5 separate regions of the Mus musculus genome follow, and regions 1, 2, 3 and 4 are each linked to region 5. The links are chromatin contacts, called in public promoter capture Hi-C maps. All regions are on one chromosome and are shown on one strand. The core of a region is the stretch at or near the end of the contact, and the rest is flanking DNA. Distances in the headings are between cores, read along the strand shown.

Region 1 (2,700 bases), core at 127-2,626, 1.1 Mb after region 5:
AAGGGTGGAATTTATGATTCTCAAGCTCTATAGGATCGTTTCACTTGAAAGTGATTACCTTTTGTATATTAATAACACCTGTTTCCCTAACCTTTCCCTGGGAAGGAGATATGAGATCTTATATCAACAAAAATTGGTCTCCGTTGAAGTGAGAGCTCCCAAGAGACTCCAGAAAGCTACAAAGAAATAAAATGCCCCTCCACACACTCCCGTTATCCAGACCCCCCATATATGTCTAAGCATGCAAGCACTATGGAATACCCAGGGAAGATATCTGCTACAGACTTGATACTAAGCAATACCCAAGGTACTTAACTCCATACTTGGCATATACAGTCAAGTCAACTATGCAGACAGCTAAGGGTCGAAACTATCCCTGCACACAGGGCTCACACCTGTGCAAAACAGTATTCACGTGCAAAATACCCAGCCTTCCACACCTGAGCCAAGAGACGCTCCACTTTCTCCTGAACCATTGCCTTCAGCTCATCCACGGTGTCAGACAGCGGATGGAAGGAAGGGGTCCCTTTAGCAGATTCAAGAGCAGCAATCCTCGCCTGGAGGTCGTTGGTTTTCACCCCAAGATAAAAACAGAAAGCCACAGCAACCACTGACAAGAGGGTCGCCAGGGCCGTGCACGAGGGCATGGTGCCGGCACAACGCTGTCCCAAGGGGCGCGGATCTTCTGATCCAGACTCTCGTCCCCCTCCTTTCCCTGCAAGCTTCTTCACCAACATTGTGGCGGGGTCGCTGGCCTCCGCTACGCCTTCCACCTTCTATCTCCTCCAGTAATCTTAGAATGAGAGGAAGGGTCGGTTCCTCCAAAGTTCAGTCCCTGCGGCTGCACAACTAGTTGGTAGAGTCGGAGCCCGGGCTTAGAGATGGACCTGCGCGTGGCTCGGCGTCCGGATCAGCAGGCGTGGACCGACCGTCCTCCAGATTCTTTCTCCCCTTCCAGCTAGGAGTGAAAAGCACCCTCCGGCCGGGGACTGTGTGGCGCCGGGGGTGTTGTTGGGGTCACAGCTGAAATGAAACCCACTAGGGCAGCTCTCTTGACCCCCCCAATCCGACACCTCCTTAGGGGTCCCCCGCGCGGAGGCGCAGGGTCCGAGAGCCCCTCTCTCTGCTCCGACCTGTTGAGTCTGCCTGCCTATCTCTACCTTTTTCCACCCGCCGACCTGTCTCCCACCTGGATCAGTTCAAGGCCAAAAAGAAAAGGAAATACAGAGACCCGGCGAGAGCGCAGCCCCCGTGGGTGGTAGAGGAATAGAGAAAAAGAGGACCGAGTGACCCAAGCAGCGATCGTAAGCTGCGAGGCCCCAAAAGTATCTCCGCAGACCCGCGTGTGCGAGCCTTAAATACCCCGGGATGCTCTTGTGTGAGACAGTGCGCGCGCGCCTGAAGCGCGGACCGCCCCCTCCCGCAGGAGCCTCCTTATTAGCATAATATATTCACCTTCGCCCAGCCCGCCTGGACCCACGAAGGGGCGGGAGCGCGGGTGGGAGCGGAGCCCGAGGTCTCTATTAGCATAATATATGCAAATAGCTACAGCAACCACTGTGATTGGAGAGGAGCTTGGAGACCCTTCCCCCTCCCACCACCGAGTAACTTCAGCGTCCCCCTAAGGCCATCTCTCCGGCCCTAGCCAGGGGCCGAATTGAGGTCTGCTGTGCAGAGTGGCTTATACTGGCTTAGCCCAGCGCCCCCTATTTGGGTTAAAAAATGGAGAAATGGCCTCCTGAAGGAAAGAACGGAAGCAGAAGGCTCCAGCTCTCCAGATCCTCGCTCAAAGGCAGCCACAGGAGCTCCTCCATCTAGCCCTTGCGCGACGTTTTCCCTCCTCCCTCAGTTCGTTCCCACATGCCCAGAGGCAAAGTGTCTGGCTGACGTCTGCAGGGTACCTTCCCCACTTCCCTTCCTTCCCACGCCTTGCTGCAGATGACTGGGGAAGTTTTCTCGCCCCTCCCCCGTTTCCTCTTGTCTTGATGCTGCCCCCCCCCCCCCCCCCAGCTCTGGGCTCTTTCTCTGTACTAGGGTGCTAATGTGTTTTCCTGATTCGCTGTTTTGTGAGTGTTTGAGGCATACACATTTCTCAGGATTTAGGAAAGAGCTGAAGAATGAAGTCAGTTTTTCCTCTTCCTTGACTCTCAGCTTGCCTCTTCCCTCTGGATCAAATTACTAAGTCTCTACTGGGATTTTTTTTTTTTTTCTAAATTGATAACAAGTAGCATTTTGCATCCAATTGATTTTAGAGAAGAAAACACAACCCTAACTCTCCTTCCAAAAGACCTTCCTTTTTGCCTTTTCATCTTAAGAAATGTCACGTACGTTTCTTTCCCTCCCTAACCGATTACCACAACCAGTTACTACTATAATCAATGAACAAAATACCTAACCCGGAGCAGTTGCTTCTCGTGTGTAAACTACAGTGCCAAGGGGGACTTAGGATAGACATAGCAGGAAGCCTGCACTTATGAATCTCAACAAGTGGTTGCATAAAACAAGACCTCAAGACCTGAATAACAACTATGCTCACATGCCAACGTGGATCGGGGACCTTGCATGAGACCCGGTGCCTAGAATAAGAGCTACTAACAATCAATGGCTGCTGGAGGAGACTGTTTCCTTCCGGAACCAACTCCAGACTGTCATCTCTAAATACATAGACATATGAGAAACACTAAATGGACTCAAGAAGGA
Region 2 (2,700 bases), core at 78-2,577, 1.4 Mb after region 5:
GATGGCTTGTGTCTGTCATCCAAAACCTGGGTGGCCAAGGAACAGGAGTTTAAGGTCAGTCTCAGCTACATACCAACTTCAATGCCAGCATGGGCTACCTGAGACCCTGTCTCAAAAATCAAATCAAGACAAAACTGCAAGTCTTAGATTGTTTTCCAGAAGTTAGGGAACTTTTTCAATGCAGTATACCTCCCTCAAAAACCAAGTACATCAGAAATCTATACAAAAGCCACAATTTATTTTACCTAGCTTTGCAGGTAAACAAACAAAATGGCACTTAACACCAACTGATGGCTTTTAAATTGTCGTTTGGCTTTCTATGTTTAGCTGAACCAATTACATGATGTGTGTGCGCGCGCCTGTGCATGACCGCACGTGCTAAACTCAGTCTGTCCCACTTCCCTCCCACCTTTCCCGCCCCCCACCCCCACCCCGCCCCGTACATCAGAAAGTTCTTAGGCAACTTTGTGCAATGGCGGGGAGAGAGGGCGAGAAGCTCAGATGCAAAGGAGAGCAGAGTGCAGAGCGCGCACTCAGGTGACCTCTCACATTTGTTCCCAGCTTGCTCAATCCCAAGGACAGCACGCTCCAAGCGCTGCTCATTCTTTCCACACCCGAGGACGCAGTCAATGCCTGTCTGGCGTCTGTTCCCCTAATCCCCCTGTCCCGCACTCGTCCTTCCATCCCGCTTCCCTGTCCCCGCCCCCCTGCTCCGCAAGTGTCCCCCGCCCCACAACCTGCCCCACACGTACCCCTCCATCTTCTAGCCCCCCACTTGTGCCCCATCCACCTGCTCCACACTTGTTCATCTACCTGTTCCACACTCCACACACACACATCCCCCTGCCTGGCACCAGTCCCTTTATTTTCTCGCTTCATACCCGTCCCCATCCACTTGCCTGGCTCGGATTCTCGCATTTCCCCCCAACCCCCCAGCCTCCGGGGACTGTCCCGCCTCCAACCCCCTGCCACCCCGCGCCCCCTTGTCGCGGCTCACCGTCGCTGCACTTGTACTGGCAGAGCCCGTCCTCCCCGCCCAGCAGGTCCAGCGCGGCGTTGAGGTACGTGTCTATCTTGTGGATGCCGTTGCGGATGGTCTTGAGGGTGGCCCTCCAGTCGGTGGTCTGGTCCTGTTCCTGCCCACGCGCAGTGGCCAGCAGCAGGAGGAGGAGGAGCGCGGGGCTCCGGGCGGGCGCGGGCCGCGGAGTCACCATCTGCGGGGCCGGCGCGGCGGGGCTGGGCAGCGGCGCGCGCTCCGGCTCCGGCTCAGGCCCCCGGCCTCCTCCGCGCTCGCGAGCTCGCGCCCCGTCACTGAGCTGCGCCGAACGGTGGGCCCGCCCGGGCACGCGCGCCGCTGCCCACAGTGCGCATGCGCCCGAGCGTGGGAGCCTCATTGCCCACGTGGTCTCCGGAACGCTCCCGTAGCTTACGGTCCTGCCTCTATGGAGTCTTAAAAACGCCTTGCCAATGCCCTAGACATAGTCATTGCTTTGGTTCAACACCACAGTGAATTGGTTTTGTTTTGTTTTGTTTGTTTTTTGTATTGTTTTTCAAGACTGGGTCTCTGTGTAGCCCTGGCTGTCCTGGAACTCACCTAGACCAGGTTGGCCTCGAACTCAAGAGATCCGCCTGCTGGGATTAAAGGCGTGCGCCACCGCCTCCCAGCTCCTAGTGAGGTTTGTTTGCTTGCTTGTTTTACAAAGCTCTCCTGTTTACCGAGACACCATAATTTAGAACGACTCCAGTAGCACAGCCTCCCTTGGGCTCCGCAGTCCCAGCCTTTACTGGACAAGGCCTGGGGTCCAGCGTAGAAAACTGTTTGAACACGGGCTGGCCTTGCACCCTACCAAGCCTGGATTTGCCTCCTGGGTTCTTGTGGGAACCCTATGATCAGCCGCAGTCCTAGCAGCGCAGCATGGTCTGGAGGATTGTTGAAGATGGAACTCTGCTCAATCTGCCAGAGCACTTCCTCCATTGCTTCTAATTCTAAGGAAGGAGAAGTTGGCAGTTATCCCTCCTTAAAATTCTAAATACTGTAGAGAAAAAGCTAATCACCGACTAGGCAGAGGAAAGGGAGGCAGGAGTGTGTCTTCCGAAGCGGGACAAATGCGGTAAGGTTACCTGGGACCAGCCCTCAGTTAATTTTTCTGAGACAGAGTCTTGGCCTGTAGCCCAGGCTGCCCTCCAACTTGCCTTGAACACACTATCCTCTCAAGTGCTAGGATCTTGGCGCCAAGCCTCTCTCTTTTCTATTTCTTTACACATTTACATCTTGCTGAATGTATGTCTTTTACCTTAACAATAACCTGTGCTCTGAGGACACGGGTTGCCGCGTGTCTCTCTCTGGGGATTACGTTCTCAAATGCCAGATTCTTTGGCACCTTTTCTCGTCTATTGCACACGGATGCAATAACACGACTGGTTAAACCGGATTCAGTTCCTCACTTCTCTTTATGATCTGCCATCCATGGCCACAGCAGTCACCTCATAATTAAAATAAAATCTCACCATTGCCACAGACTCAGATCCCCCTCCCTGGTACCCTGTCGTCATCAGTTTTGTCCCCAGACACTGTATTTTCTTTCCTTGACCCATCTAGAACCAGGGGCATTCTCCTTCCCCAAGGTGGCTTCTGTCTTCTTCAGTCTCCCTTGGAACAGTCTGGGATCTCCTGTCTTCCATATCTCATGTCAGCCCTCC
Region 3 (2,700 bases), core at 85-2,584, 1.4 Mb after region 5:
ATAGCCTATAGGAGGGTTAGAAATGTGTGGTCTCCTCTGTTCTGGTTCTCAAAACTGTACACAGCATTAATCGTCAGTCTTGGCCATGTCTCACTTCTCCTTTACTGTTCGACCCTACAGTAAGCATGGCCTCTGAGCTCCTTAGTTTAATTTGTATAAAATCACTCACCTCTTTTTCTCTTTATGGTACCCTCCAGATAAAGCTATCAGCCACTGTAATTGATTGCATGGGACGGTAGATACTTTATCTTACTACTTCCAAAGCTCAAGAACACAGAACAGGGCCAGTCCTGCCTAAGGTCGGAACCGAAAGCCCGGCACTGGTGGATTACAAAGTCTGTACTACATGTCACCAGGCATTCCACTAAAGGTCACTTTCCAAACTAGTGACCTTCATGAGAATCTACCCATATTCCCTGTCAACCATCTACTTAATAACCTGTAAGAAGTAACTCACCTCCCTAGAACATACTCTGGAAAGGGCACATACACATAGAACTGAACAGGAGAGGAAAGGAATCAAACAAAAGGGTGAGCGGCACGGTGCCCTCCCCCAACCTGGCTTCCCACCCCTCACTACTCATCCCTAAACTGGAGATGACCACTAGACCCTGTGTGTCCAATAGGACCACTCCTGGTAGGACCATGGGGACTTTTACAGTTTTCCTCTGGAATAAGGACAGAAGTTCTGAAATAAAGGCCGTCTCTGATAGACCTTAAAGATTTTTCAGGCTTGACGTCGGTTTTGATAGGCGACAGGAAGCCTGTTCTGAGGGAAGCAAGAACTAGCAGTTTATCACTGTGTGGAGAAAAGTTATTTGGGGCTAACGCGTAGACAGCAACAGGTTTGCTGGCTGCAGAAGACACTGTGGCGGAGGTGCTCGCCCAGGTCTGGCCTTGGTTAGGGGTCTTGAGCCCGGTTACCGCAGGCCTGTGCCCCAAGCCTTGGTCCGCCTCCTCTTCCCACTTTTCAGACAGACGCGAGCAACAAAAACAGGATTCAACTTGCAGAGCCAAGTTCTCCACTACACAGTGCAAGCGCCGCCCTCTAAAGTTTAAACAGCCGGGAAGCAGCGGACGTGAGGACAAAAGCGCTCGGCGGGGTTAGCCTGAGCAAAATACCGCTGCTACGTCCTTCACTGCACAGCGCCGCAAGCCCACTTCTGTCAGTCCTAGCAGTCCCCGGAGGCCACCACCCTTCTCTGCCCCGTGCCCCACGCACGCACGGGTGTCCGCACTTACCTGCCCGCGAGCTCCCACCGGTGTCCTAGCCCTGAGGCCTCCGCTCGTCCACCCGTTTCCTGCCAGCCCCGCCCCGCCTCCTGCCCCGCCCCAGGATCCGCCTCTGCCTCCCCAAGCAACTGGGCCCTTTGTCACCCAGGCAACGCCAGGACGCCACTGCGTCTTCCTCCTGCACAGAGCCTGGCTGTGTGTAAGCATATGTGTATGTGTAAGTGTTGGGGAAGAGGGCACTGCCCGGGGAGCAAGTAGGGCAACTTCACGTCCAGGGTGGTGAACTCAGTGTTGCCGTCCCCGCCCGACAATCGCTCTTCGCCACTTCATCTAGTGCTCAGTTTAGTGTAGAGAGCTTACTCTACAGTCAGAGGGCTTTTTTCCTCATGTTTTTGTTGTTGTTGTTGCTGCTGCTGTTTGGACAGGGCTTTAGACAAAACAAAACGGAGGCAACTCCTGGACTTTCTTCCCACCCCCCAACCCCCTCTCCTCCCTCCTTCCTTCCCTGAGTCTCCTGTAGCTGAGGTCCTGACCTTGATCCTTCAGCCCCCACACTCAGTGCTGTGATAACTGTCTTTGTGCCACTGCACCCAGGACTCTCGCATGCTAGCCTAGCACTCTACCAATTCCTGGATGTTTAAGTCTGGCTTATAAAAGTAGGGGTAGTTTGGCAGTGCATGCATAAATTCTAAGAACGACAGTCTATCTGTAGGTGATGGTGACCATGGCCTTTCCTGTCATATTGTGCCTACTGTGTGCCACCTTGTCATTTAAAAGCAAGCAACTATAGATGATAAAAATTATGTTAAGGTGTTACCAGCTGACTGAGGAGTCTTTTATTACACTACTTAATCATGCGTATATGTGTAGGAAGTGTGTGTGTGTGCATGTGTGTAGGAAGTGTGTGTGTGTGCATGTGTGTACATAAGGGAGGTTCTTTAACAGGGCAGGGCGGGCTCACACATGCGTAGTCTCATGCCTGCTGCAGCAGGCTTTGGGCATCTGCAGGTATCTTTGCACAGCCTTTGGCCTTCACTAGTCTCAATGTCACCATTTCTATTAAAATAAGACAGTGGAAGTCTTGCTGTGTCTTGCTTACTGAATAAACCTTTTTCCTTGCCCCGAAAACATGTCCGAAATTAATTGGGCCCCTCTTGATGGCAAGTAAAGAGGGTTAGGCTTAGTAATATTCAATTGTCTTAATAATGATTTTCTCTGTCATTACGACATGGCATTTCAAGCTTTCCCTCCAGTGGTGGTGACCAGTTAAACCTGCACTCAGAACCGTGCCTTTCATGGGGGAAGCTCAGGGAAAATGGCTGGGAGTTGCTCTCCGTTCTCTTGTTTGGGGAAACAGTGTGGTCTATTTTTATTTTTATTTTTTTACTTATTTAGGTCTCATCATCCCCAGCCCAGCTGCCTAGACCTAGCAGAGAGTGAACTTCAGGGTGTCGACCACCGTCCTGG
Region 4 (2,700 bases), core at 114-2,613, 1.4 Mb after region 5:
GTGCAGGGCTATGGGGGAGCTGAGTATGAGACTATACAAAACAGCAATGGTATTAGATTCACTATATCATCAAATGCAGCACAGACGGAAGAAGTTAAGTCAACAAGCATTTATTTAGTCTGGGGCCCAGAATGGGAGATGTTGCCTGTTGTGATGTTTGAGCATCTGAATTCTTAGACTATATTGAGTGATTTGGAGTGGCAATGAAAAAGGGTAGCAGTGTCAAAAGGCTGAACTCAGCTATGACAGTACAAAGGTACTTCACAGGAATCAACAGAAACCCATCAGGTTTGATTAGAGATTGCCACAAGCCTAGAATAGAGGTAGGGATAGTGCTGATTATATGTGTGTGTGTGTGTGTGTGTGTGTATACATATATATATATGGTGTGTATGCATGTAAAATTACATATGTAATTATTACATATATTATAATTCAGTATTTTATAATTGTATGTTCTATATTACATATATTATATTATAAATATAATATATAATTGGATATATATGGTTATAACATCTAAATTTAAAGTACATTTGCCCAATTTTTAAAAATATTTGGAACTGGTGTGTACTTTTTCAAGAAGTTTACAGTTTAGAGTAACTGGCATACTGGAATTATTAATGTTTCTATATCTTTTACAAAGATCTTTCAAAAATCTATTCACAATAATCCTCTGATATGCGGATCAGTCTCTACTTTCTTTCAAATAAAAGGTGATATTGTCAAATGCCAAGAGATGTTTCAGACAATACAGATACAAAAGAAGTCAACCAAATTTAAGAACTAGAGGTCACTTCTTTTGTGATGAGTGAAGTTTTAGTGATGTAAGGAAACCGATGTCGGAGATGAGAGTGTTAAGGAGACGGGAGGTGAGGTGTCATCTATAGATGGGTGCATAGTCTCTCGGAGTTCAAAACGTACTTGATGAAGACATTGAGACCATATTTAAAAATGGTTGCCTTTCTGTCATCTCACACACAAACACACACCCTTTCCTATTTAATAATAACAGAACACGGACACACAGGCAACTTCGACACACACCCTTTCGTATTTAATAATAACAGGACACACACACACACAGAGGCAACTCCGTTGGCGGTGACAGGTTCCGACGTCCTGGGCTGAGCACCGCTTGAGTGGCCAACACTCCGTGGAGCAGAGTCAGGTCGGGACCTTCTCGCAACCCAAGAAGTGACAGAGCCCGGCGAGTAGCACCAACTGCAGCCAGCACGCTTCAGCGACGACACGCCTCACCAGCTGTTAGCACGGAAGGACTCAAACAACTCCGTTTCCAAGGGCAACGCGCCGCCACACTTCCGGAAACGTCGCGTACGGAGGGCGCTGCGATTTTGCGTCACTTCCGCCACCTCTAGCGCGGTGGCCCTTGCGTGGATGAGGTGGGGGCGGGGGGGGGTCACGCTGGACGCTATTGTTTCTCTTCCGGTGCTGTGTGCTCTACTCGGTAAGGCGTTGGGACCGCTGCGTCCGGTAGTGACGGGCCCTTCCTGCAAACCAGCCCTTCCAATTTCTAGTCTGGTAACATTGGACGGCTACGGTGGCCGAGGAGGTTTGAGCGCGCCGGAAGTGTCCCTCCGCGCGCGCGCGCCGGGCTAGGCTGGAGACGCACGTGGCGCGGTGAGTGCGGCGGAGGGCGAGCGAGGGTGAGGGCACCCGCGGGGCGGGATGCGGTGGAGAGGCATGGGATGCGGTGGCGAGCCACGGGTCGTGGGGCTGGGGCGAAGACACCGCTCTCTCTGCGCTCGCCACTTGGCTGTGTGGGCGAGTGGCAGGGCGGCGTTTACTGCTGTCCCCTTCTTGGTGGCCTGAGCGAGGCGGAGGGGACTTAGATAAATGATCGACCCGCGGTGACCGGGAGGAGCGGCCCGTCTATTTCGCCAGGCCGGAGAGAGCATGTCTTTCCGAGGCGGAGGTCGCGGAGGCTTTAATCGCGGTGGTGGAGGCGGAGGCTTCAACCGTGGCGGCGGCAGCAACAACCACTTCCGAGGGGGCGGCGGAGGCGGCGGCGGCAGTTTCAGGGGCGGAGGCGGCGGCGGCGGCGGCAGTTTCAGGGGCGGCGGCCGAGGAGGATTTGGACGAGGGGGCGGTCGTGGAGGCTTTAATAAATTTCAAGATCAAGGGCCTCCAGAACGTGTCGTCTGTAAGTCGTCTTCTGAGCTTAACCTCCTTTGCATTGGGAATAGAATCCGGTTTAAGTTATTAGTGCGTTTGTTGATAAGACTCCGAAAGGCAAGTCGCTTGAGTGCCCTGACACGTATAAGGGACTGATCATGAGAACCGAAATGCAGTGTGGAGGTGAACTTGAGTTGGGACTGAAAAGATGAGACTTAGACAACATTGAGTACCTGGCTCCTTCTAAAGGGCAGAACACTTTTTAGGATTAAGTATGATTCCTTAGTGATATAGTTGAAACACAAAGCCAAGTTTTTAGTTTTCGTAGCTCATATTTTCAGTTACCAGAAAATACCTACAGAATTCACACTCCATAACCATGCAGCCTAGTTTGAACACTCATTCCCTTGCACCCTGCAAAATCATGTTGTAAATAAGTGTGTGTACTATCTTGTGTAGGGCCACATTCATAGTTCCCTGGGTTCCATGCTGCCTGAAGTCTGTGCATTGGACACACGGATGGAGAAGGGATTTCAAAAGAAATATAAGTAGAACTTGGCTGAT
Region 5 (2,700 bases), core at 173-2,672:
GAGAAGAAAGAAACAAGAAAGGATGAAGAAAGAAAAGAAGGAAGGAAGGAAGGAAGGAAGGAAGGAAGGAAGGAAGGAAGGGAGGGAGGGAGGGAGGGAGGGAGGGAGGGAGGGAGGAAGAAAGAAAGAGAGAAAGAGAGAAAGGGAGGAAGAAAGAAAGAAAGAGAAAATTATAGTATCACAGCACCAAACTTGGATTATACTTCATCTTTCCAAATGACAACTAAGAGTTGCAACCCTCTCATCAAGCCTCCTGGAAATGTGCTGTCCTCTCTCAGTGGCAACTCAGCCATAGGGGCCTCTCCTCTCTGTCTTGCATCTTTCCTCAGACTGCTGTACACATTCCTTCCTTCCTTCATAAACGTGTTCATTCTTCAAGCTGTTGGGTTTCTGTGGGTAGCCTTCTACCTCCGTTCCTAGTATCTTTTATTTTATTTTATTTTTGTGACTTGGCTGGAATGTAGCACTCAGTAGGCTTTGCTTATTTTGAAGAATTAAATATAAAAATAAGATTCAAAGGGTCAATGCAAAACATAGCCCCTGCTTCAAAGGGAGTGCAGGAGAGTCTCTTCCCAGCCACATGCAAGAGCCCGAGGCAGGGAACAGGCATGGAAACAATTCTGAAGGACAAGGTTCACTGCTGACAGAGTTACATAAACTTTTTATAGCTACAGAGCAAGAAGGTCATAAAGCCATCGGCTTACAGAACATTGCTGAAGACCCTGGGCAGGCAGGTTACAGTGGAACAAGTAATTCTTTTCCTAGGGTTTTATGCCGGTGTTTGTTTGTTTGTTTTTGTTGTTGTTGTTATTGTTGTTGTTGTTTTAACTGTTTTAGTTTGGGACGGATGGGAGCAAGTGGTCTGCTAGGCAACACATTGCTTAAGTTCGATGTAACCTAAGTTAGATACAGAGGTGGGTAACTAGAAACAGCCCGAGAGAACTTGGACTCGAGCTCTAACATTCAGACAGGAAGTTAGTTTTATTCTGCAGAATGTGAGACACAGATGAGACTTTTGCAGGGAGCTTCATTGCACACAGGATTAACTATCATTTCTTCCAGTGGGGTGAAAGGCGGATGGCTTTCCTCTGGACGGTGAGTTTGGGGGCACCAGATGAACGCTTAGAAGTAAAACCAGCAGTAATTCTGTTATCACTAGCACAGTACTAGGCAGAAAGTTGGCCAATAGCCAGGCTTTCCCTTCCTGTGTTCTCTATCCGGGGTTACCGTCCTCATTCTAAACACAATTCTCACGATCACAACTCCAGCCCACCAGATTGTGAAGGCAACTACAGGTTGTCTCTTGGTGGGTCCCTGCTTTGCCGGAGTCCATGCTGGCCTGAGTCCTGGCACCGCCCTCTGGGGGGGGGGGCGGGGTGGACCTGCAGCTTGTGCAGGAGGCGGGTGGGTGGGGCGTGTTCGAGGCCCCGCCCCCAACGTCGCCGACCCCGCCCACGACGCTCCGGGACCTCTCGCGCTGTCCCCACTGCTCCTCCTCGGCTGCTGCACTGAGCTATGGCGTTCGTGACCAGGCAATTCTTGCGCTCCATGTCCTCCTCTTCCTCTGCGTCGGCGGCCGCCAAGAAGATCCTGATCAAGCATGTGACCGTCATCGGCGGCGGGCTGATGGGCGCCGGCATCGCGCAGGTGAGCGGGCCTCGCGCCCCGGGTGTGGTGGAAATAGTTTGATGAAGTCCGAGAAGGTGCAGCATGCTTCAGTGTCCCAGAACTACAGCCTTCGGCCCGATCCTTACGTGCATGCTTCTCAACTAACTGCCGGGCCGGGGAAGGCTCGGTGGAGCGCGCTGGTGCACGCGTGCACACTGGAGCTGAACTGTGCACAGTTGTGCGTGCAAAGTTGCAGAGTGTTTGCTCACTGCCTGGATCTGACAGGAATCCGCTCGCCAAGACCTGGGCTGCGGTTTCTTTTAGTTTTCCTGATAAGTTTTTTCTTTGTTCTTTCTTTCTTTTTTTCTTTACAGTTCTTTGGGTGTTGGTCTGGGCACTTTTCTTTCCAAGTGTCCTGCCTCTCCCACAAGTTTCCTTCGTTGGCCTTCACTTTTGTAACAGTTTGGAAAGTCACCTAGTGGGAGTTTGTGGAGTTGCTGGGACTCCGCCCAGGCCTGGGCCAGGAAACTTTGACCTTTGACCCAGTGCCCGGTGCTGAAATCTGCGTGCTTGTCCAGCTCTGAACCTCAAGAGAGTGGGCGACAGAGATAAGCATAGTTTATGCTCTGAGACGTCTCTAATCTCTGATCGGCTTCTGTGGGACTTTGCCTGGTGCCAGCTGAGGCACAGTTCAAAATCAACTGTGCAGTTTGGCTACTGCGATGTCTGTAGTACCATTTTCTCTTAAGAGTTAACTTCCTACACACAGTAGAGAGCTCTGATCTTTTTCCATGAACTTGCTATTATATTCGTATCTTTTGAGGCCTTTGCAGTTTGAGTGTTGTGGCAGTGAAGGGCTTACCTAATTTTAATTAGGGAGGGTATTCGCAGGTCAGTGTCTTTTCCCAACCAAATGCACACTTGCATGCTTGCTATTTATTAGCCTTGACTGCACTTCCTTCCAAAGTCCATTAAATTAAACAACAAAAACCATACATGGCTATGCTGGAGAAAATATAGCTAGTCTGCTGTATCCCTCTGCACCACAAAAACTCAAGGCTGTGAGGAATGAGATTGGTTGTCCAGGTCCAA

Evidence for each region. Promoter capture Hi-C pulls out the DNA fragments that hold promoters and counts their contacts. Capture Hi-C pulls out chosen DNA fragments and counts their contacts.
Region 1: a contact with region 5 is called in a promoter capture Hi-C map of hippocampal neurons, with 6 times the contacts expected there. The contact joins the promoter of Col25a1 here to the promoter of Hadh in region 5. A contact is called at or near these places in 2 of 39 promoter capture datasets (hippocampal neurons and pre-B cells).
Region 2: a promoter capture Hi-C map of liver shows a contact between it and region 5, with 6 times the contacts expected there. The contact joins the promoter of Pla2g12a here to the promoter of Hadh in region 5. A contact is called at or near these places in 2 of 39 promoter capture datasets (hippocampal neurons and liver), 1 of 484 Hi-C or Micro-C datasets (embryonic stem cells), 1 of 115 datasets of contacts at active chromatin or transcription factors (large pre-B cells) and 1 of 9 other capture datasets (liver).
Region 3: a promoter capture Hi-C map of pre-B cells shows a contact between it and region 5, with 8 times the contacts expected there. The contact joins the promoter of Casp6 here to the promoter of Hadh in region 5. A contact is called at or near these places in 4 of 39 promoter capture datasets (hippocampal neurons, liver and pre-B cells) and 1 of 115 datasets of contacts at active chromatin or transcription factors (astrocytes).
Region 4: a contact with region 5 is called in a promoter capture Hi-C map of liver, with 4 times the contacts expected there. The contact joins the promoter of Gar1 here to the promoter of Hadh in region 5. A contact is called at or near these places in 5 of 39 promoter capture datasets (embryonic stem cells, hippocampal neurons, liver and 1 more), 2 of 484 Hi-C or Micro-C datasets (nephron progenitors and uterus), 2 of 115 datasets of contacts at active chromatin or transcription factors (extraembryonic endoderm stem cells and large pre-B cells) and 2 of 9 other capture datasets (adipose tissue and liver).

The regions. Positions count from the first base shown.
Region 1 is chr3:130,179,521-130,182,220 of GRCm38.p6, reverse strand. Col25a1 (collagen, type XXV, alpha 1) reads right to left here and starts at 1,376. Exons shown (of 38, transcript NM_029838.4): 1 at 441-1,376. The coding sequence starts at 737.
Region 2 is chr3:129,877,233-129,879,932 of GRCm38.p6, reverse strand. It overlaps Pla2g12a (phospholipase A2, group XIIA), which reads right to left and starts at 1,327. Exons shown (of 4, transcript NM_023196.4): 1 at 998-1,327. The coding sequence starts at 1,214.
Region 3 is chr3:129,900,049-129,902,748 of GRCm38.p6, reverse strand. It overlaps Casp6 (caspase 6), which reads right to left and starts at 1,334. Exons shown (of 7, transcript NM_009811.4): 1 at 1,243-1,334. It overlaps Gm46825 (a long non-coding RNA gene), which reads left to right and starts at 1,318. Exons shown (of 3, transcript XR_001783989.2): 1 at 1,318-1,432; 2 at 2,629-2,700.
Region 4 is chr3:129,830,059-129,832,758 of GRCm38.p6, reverse strand. It overlaps Gar1 (GAR1 ribonucleoprotein), which reads left to right and starts at 1,363. Exons shown (of 7, transcript NM_026578.3): 1 at 1,363-1,641; 2 at 1,906-2,164. The coding sequence starts at 1,918.
Region 5 is chr3:131,270,823-131,273,522 of GRCm38.p6, reverse strand. It overlaps Hadh (hydroxyacyl-Coenzyme A dehydrogenase), which reads left to right and starts at 1,422. Exons shown (of 8, transcript NM_008212.4): 1 at 1,422-1,647. The coding sequence starts at 1,516.